Regions from separate parts of the Pan troglodytes genome. Here region 2 is linked to region 1. The links are chromatin contacts, called in public HiChIP or PLAC-seq maps. All regions are on one chromosome and are shown on one strand. The core of a region is the stretch at or near the end of the contact, and the rest is flanking DNA. Distances in the headings are between cores, read along the strand shown. Region 1 holds the start of LCN12 (lipocalin 12). Region 2 holds the start of PHPT1 (phosphohistidine phosphatase 1).

Evidence for each region. HiChIP or PLAC-seq counts read pairs in DNA pulled down with a chosen protein or histone mark.
Region 2: an H3K4me3 HiChIP or PLAC-seq map of stem cell-derived excitatory neurons shows a contact between it and region 1, with 3 times the contacts expected there. The contact joins the promoter of PHPT1 here to the promoter of LCN12 in region 1. A contact is called at or near these places in 1 of 7 Hi-C or Micro-C datasets (stem cell-derived neural progenitor cells) and 1 of 1 datasets of contacts at active chromatin or transcription factors (stem cell-derived excitatory neurons).

What each region holds. Positions count from the first base shown.
Region 1 is chr11:1,503,693-1,506,481 of NHGRI_mPanTro3-v2.0_pri, forward strand. LCN12 (lipocalin 12) reads right to left here and starts at 1,415. Exons shown (of 6, transcript XR_001721108.3): 1 at 1,131-1,415; 2 at 544-680.
Region 2 is chr11:1,609,257-1,612,045 of NHGRI_mPanTro3-v2.0_pri, forward strand. It overlaps PHPT1 (phosphohistidine phosphatase 1), which reads right to left and starts at 1,419. Exons shown (of 5, transcript XM_016962189.4): 1 at 1,294-1,419; 2 at 1-258. The coding sequence starts at 55. AJM1 (apical junction component 1 homolog) reads right to left here. Exons shown (of 3, transcript XM_016962177.3): 3 at 776-2,789. The coding sequence ends at 2,232.

The sequences.
Region 1 (2,789 bases), core at 165-2,664:
GCAGGTCCATGCCGAGGTGGGCCCCTCAGGAGATTTCAGCCGCTTATTCAGAGGGACCCACGGCGGGAGTGGCCAAGCGTCATGAGTGGAGATGGTGTCTAACTATGTTGCTCAGGCTGGTCTCAAACTCCTGAGTTCAAGTGATCCTTCTGCCTCTGCCTCCTGAAGTACTGGGATTACATGTGTGCGCCACTGTGCCCGGCCCCCAAAGTGCTGGGATTACAGGTGTGCGCCACTGCGCTCGGCCCCCGAAGTGCTAGGATTACAGGTGTGAGCCAGCGCGCCCGGCCCCCGAAGTGCTGGGATTACAGGTGTGAGCCAGCGCGCCCGGCCCCCGAAGTGCTAGGATTACAGGTGTGAGCCAGCGCGCCCAGCTGCCCACACTTTTTTGTATACTCCCCAACTGGGTTTGGTCATTGGCAGGCAGAGTCATGAAGCTGCCTGTGCTGGGACAGGGCCCATGGCGCACCTGAGCCACTGGCGGCTGGGACCCAGGCCCGGGATCCTCCTCACCCGCTTGGAACGGCAGGGACAGCCACTCACCGAGTCATGGCATTCCACACCTCAAAGCGGCCATCGTCACTTAGCTCGAAAGTTGCGGCGAAAGCGTTCAGCAGCACCCTGTGCTCCGGCCTGAAGCTGTTGCCCACCAGGCCCAGAACGAACCATTCCCCCTGGAACTACAGAGGCGGTGGTGGGCAGGGGTGGCGGTGGGCAGGGGTGGCAGTGGGCAGGGTCAGGAGCCCCCTCCCGCCCTCCCTGGCAGCTTCTGGACCCCTCACAGAGCAGTGCTCCCGGCTGGGCCGGCGCCAGGGACACTGGCAAGAACCGGAGGCTACTCTGGGTCTGGCAGGGACATGGTGACCCTGGCCAGTGGCTGTGCGGCCTTCCCGAGCCTGTTTCCCCTCACGCACAGAGGGAGCGATGGGCTGGGGTGACGGCAGGGAATGGGTGCCAGGAAGGTCTGCGCTGGGCCCTCCTCTGCTGGAGGTCAGGGGCCCGCCTGGGGGCTCCTGGAAGCACGGCTGGTCCTGGCTCTCTGGGCAGCATCCCCAGGCCTGCTCAGCCACCAGCCTCTCCCTGCACTCAGACCCAGCCGGCTGCTTCTCCTTCCATCAAAACCCCTGTACCTGGTTTCCTTGGAAGCTCTGCATCGGGGGCGGGAGTCGCGGGGGGGTTGGGGTCTGGGCCTGCAGGACTTTCAGCAAGGAGAGCCACAGCCACAGGCCACACAGCAGCCTCATCCTGGCAGCTGCTGGGCCCACAGGGACAGAGAGAAGGAAGTGGCCATGGGCAGGTGGCCCAGAGACCCACCTCTTCATGCACGTACCCAGCAGGTGCCCCTCCCAAGGGGGTGTGCCCCTCTGCCTCCCTCCTCAGGACTGGCAGGAGAGGTGGTGCCCAGGGCAGGCCTGGTGTGGGCTGGGTGGTGCGGGCTCTCCTCAGGTCCCACCCACCCACCTGCGGTCTCTTGGGTTCCAGCCAGGTGGGGTAGGAGGGGCCCCCAGGTCCACCTTCCACCTCTTCTCATTTCTGAGGCCCTGCCCCCTTCAGCCCCCTTCCAAGTGCCCCATGCTGGGGGTTCAGAGGCCCCACGCAGCCTGCCCCAGCCTTCCTCCCTGTCACAGAATGTTGCGTCCCAGACAGACAGCGTGACCTGCCGCAGCCATAAGGGATAGGGCCCAGCTGTGGCCAAACCTGGGCATTCCCCCTGCAGGGCCTGGGGCTGCCAGCCGCCCCCCCACCCCTACCCTGCCTGGCTCCGCACATGCCTGAACCGCAGCGTGGGCCGTGGCCCTGGAGCAAGAACAGGACCAGGGAGGGGCCCTGTGGCCATGAGGCCGGGGTGGAGGTGGCCCGAGCAGGCGAGGAGGGAGGCTGGGGCCTGCAGAGCACCCAGGCACCCTGGTGAGGACAGCTGGGGCATTTTAAACGCAGTCTCTGCCCAGAGGGAGGGGCAGGGCTGGGAAGCCCCACTAATGGGAGTGGGCACCCCATGCTGGTCCTGCCTAAAAGAAAGGATTAGTAGGCCAGGCACAGAGGCTCATGCCTATAATCCCAGCACTTTGGGGGGCCAAGGCGGGAGGATCGCTCGAGCCCAGGAGTTTGACATCACCCTAGACAACATAGCGAGACACCATCTCTACAAAAAAATTTAAAAGTTAGCTGGGGGTGGTGGTGCACACCTGTGGTCCCAGCTACTTGAGAGGCTGAGGTGGGAGGATTGCTTTAGCCCAGGAGTTTGAGCCTGCAGTAAGCTATGATTGTGCCACCAGACTCCAGCCTGGGCAAGACTGAGATCTCATCTCTAAAAATATAAAAATAAAATGTAAAAAGCGGGCTGGCAGGGAGGGCATTGGCAGGCTTGGGGCTTCTAGCTGCCCTGACACCCCTTGGATGATGGGGCTAGGGAGTGGAGTCCCCTTCCTGACCTCTCCTCCCATCCTCACAGGTAGCTGAAGCCTCTGGGTGCTGGACTCCATGTTACGGGGTCACCAAGGGTGAGCCAGGTGCCTCCCACTCACCGTGTGCCTGGCCTGTGAGCCTCTGTCCAGGCCACCTCCTCCCCCCAGGTCCCTGTCCTGGCCGCCCCCTCCCACCCCAGATTCCCTGTCCTGGACGCCCCCTCCCACCCCAGATTCCCTGTCCTGGCCACCTCCTCCCCTCACCCAGCCCTGCTTACAAGGGACTTAGGCTCATCCCAGGAGGTGCCCTGGGCCTCGGCAGCCTGCCCTGGGTGGCAGCCCCAGCCTGGCCACTCAAAGAGCCCAGCCCCCAGGACTTCAGGG
Region 2 (2,789 bases), core at 169-2,668, 110 kb after region 1:
CGCCGTCGGAGTCGATGTCCACATCAGGAATGAGAGCGAGGTCCGCCGCCGCCATGTTCCTCCTCCCGGAGTCCCCTCCTCCCACCCGACCCGGGGGCCGCTTGTACTGCGGGAGGCGGGCTCTGCGAGAGCGACGACCAATCCCGTCGGGGAATGCTTCCCAAGGCCCAGCGCCTCAGCCAATTGTACCGCCGACCGAGGCACGTGCTGACCAATCGCAATCCAGTTCCTTGCCGCCTTGCGGCTCCGCCAGCCCCGCTTAAAGGAAACGTGGAATCGGGAATGGGTGGTGATGAAATCCAGCCAACGGAAAAGTTCCTCTCCAGCGGGGTCCGGTGGCACCCTTGGAACGGGGCAGTTAGGCGGCCCGCGAGGCTGGGGCAACGAGGGAGGCCTGAGGGACTTGCCAGCCCTGACCTCCTGTCCCGCACGTAGTCCGAAGGCCACCCTCCCCGTGGCCCCCACCGCCCAAAGGCCTCCCCCCTCCCCCTCCCACCGCCCGAAGGACTCCCCCTCCCCCTCCCACCGCCCGAAGGACTCCCCCCTCCCCCTCCCACCGCCCAAAGGCCTCCCTCTCTCCCCCTCCCACCGCCCGAAGGACTCCCCCTCCCCGCTCTCCACCGCCCGAAGGCCTCGCTCTCTACCCCCTCCACCGCCCGAAGGACTCCCTCTCTTCCCCGTCCACCGCCCGAAGGCCTCTCCCTTTCTCCTCTCCACCGACCGAAGGCTTCCGTCCCCAACCCCGCTACCCGTACAAGGAGGCAACAGCAGCCGCTACATTCAAGTTCTATTTTACTTGGTTCGAAAGCTCTTGCCCCCTGGAAATTATTCCGGCCCAGGGGCGTTCCTGGCCGGCCCTCAGGGGTGGGGCCGAATGCAGAGGCCCTGGGGTAGGGGGCGCGGGGCGCGGCGGCGGGTGGGCAAGCGGGACGCCTGGCCGGTGCAGACGCGCGGGGACGAGATGGGCGCGCCGGGTGCGAAAGCAGGAGCGGAGGCGGGGGTGCCCAATTTCTCTCACTTGGTGCCCCCTCCCCTGGCTCCGAAGTAGGGCTGGGGACTCCAGGAGGGCCCTTGCGTTTGGCCTCCACCCCTCTCCCGGATACCCCACCCTCCAGAGAGCTCTGGGCGCGGACCAGGGTGCACTTGGGGGACAGGTGGAGGCCGGGCCGCCGGGCTTGCGCCTCCACGCCCGCAGTACGGGGTGCGGCCAGAGCGGGTGTGCGGGGACCTCTCGGGACAGGTCAAGCCCCCTCGGGTGGGCTTCCACGCTTACCAACTAGCTCTCTCCCTCACCTGCTCGCACCACGCTTTGCCCTCCAGGCTCCCACCTGGGAACGCCCCGTCCCTTGGTCCTTCCTCTCCTAGCCAGGTATCAGCTCTGGCCAGGCCCATGTGCTCTGCTTCCCCTGTTCAGGTCCCCTGCCCTTTCGGCTGGGAGACTTGCATATCGGCCTGAAGACCTCCCTGCGGTTTTTCCCAGCTCCTGCAGGGCCCAGACTGCAGCGGCTGGAGGCGAAGGGACGGCAGGGCGCGTGGCGTGGTTAGTGTGCTGGCTCCGACCAGCGGGAACGCACTGCGCACCGTCCGCCCTGCCCACCGCCTCGGCGGGACGCGCTCGCGCACACGGACGCACAGAGGTCGACCAGGGTGTTCTCCAGCGAGGAGGCAACACTGCCGCGGGAGGCGGGGCGGGGCGTGTTTAAAGTGACAGACTGGGCTTTGGTTACGTCGGGCTTCTGGACGAGGGGAAACCGGAGTCGGGGAGGCTCCAGCGAGAGCCCCGCGGACCGACGGGGACCGGATCTGTACGGGTGGGGTCTGTGCAGTAGTGACCCCTCCGAGTGAAGGCAGAGCTCGGCGGTCCTCAGGCCCACCCCGCCTCCCAGCGGGGAGCACCGAGGGCGAGGACCGACTTCTTCTGGGGATCCTCGAGGGCGAGCTGGGAGAGGGAGGAGACCCGGAGGAGGGAGAGGGGTTGCTGGGGGTGGGAAGGCGAAGGGCCTGTGAGGAACACTACAGGGACGAAGGGCCGGGGGGTGGGGGCCTGGGCGGAGCTGGAGGCCGTACTGAGCGGAGCTTGGAAGGCTGGGGAATTAGAGGCGGGGCCTAGAAGAAGTCGGGGTGGGGCCCTGGCGGGGCTCGGGGGCGGCCCTGGGTGGGCCGGGCGGGGCCTGAGTGGGCAGGGCAGGGTTCGGGCCAGCGCCTGGGCTAGGCCTGGTGGGCCCGGCGCCTCACATGATGTCGTCCAGCAGGTTGGCGCTGGCCACCCAGTCGAGCGCGCGCGGCTCGGAGGCGGCCATGATCATGCACATGAAGGGGCGGCCGGTGCGCCGGTCCGTGGGGTAGATGGTGGTGGGCGTGAAGCGCCTGTTGGCCTCGACGAACTCGCAAAGCTGCTCGTAGACGCGCGGGAACTCGTGGCGCAGGAAGACGCCGCGCAGCCGCAGCTCGCGCTGGATGTGGATGAAGGCCACCTCGCGCGCGCGCCGGCCCGCCTCGCCGTCCTGATCCAGGCCCGCCGTGCCCGGCGGTGGCGTCAGGATCAGCGTCTCCATGTCGGGCTCGCGGCTCCGCGCCGGGGGCGGCCGCGCGGGGCTGCCGGCCGCCAGCGCTACCTTGGCGAACTTGCGCACTGTTGGCCCGTGGCTGCGTGGCGCGGGCGCGGGCAGGGCGGGTGTCCCCGGTGGCGCGGTGCCGGGTCCCACGGCCACGGACACGCTGAGCAGGAAGCACTCTGCCGGTTCGTAGAGGCGCCCAGCGGCCGCCAGCTCGCGCGCGTAGCTGCCCAG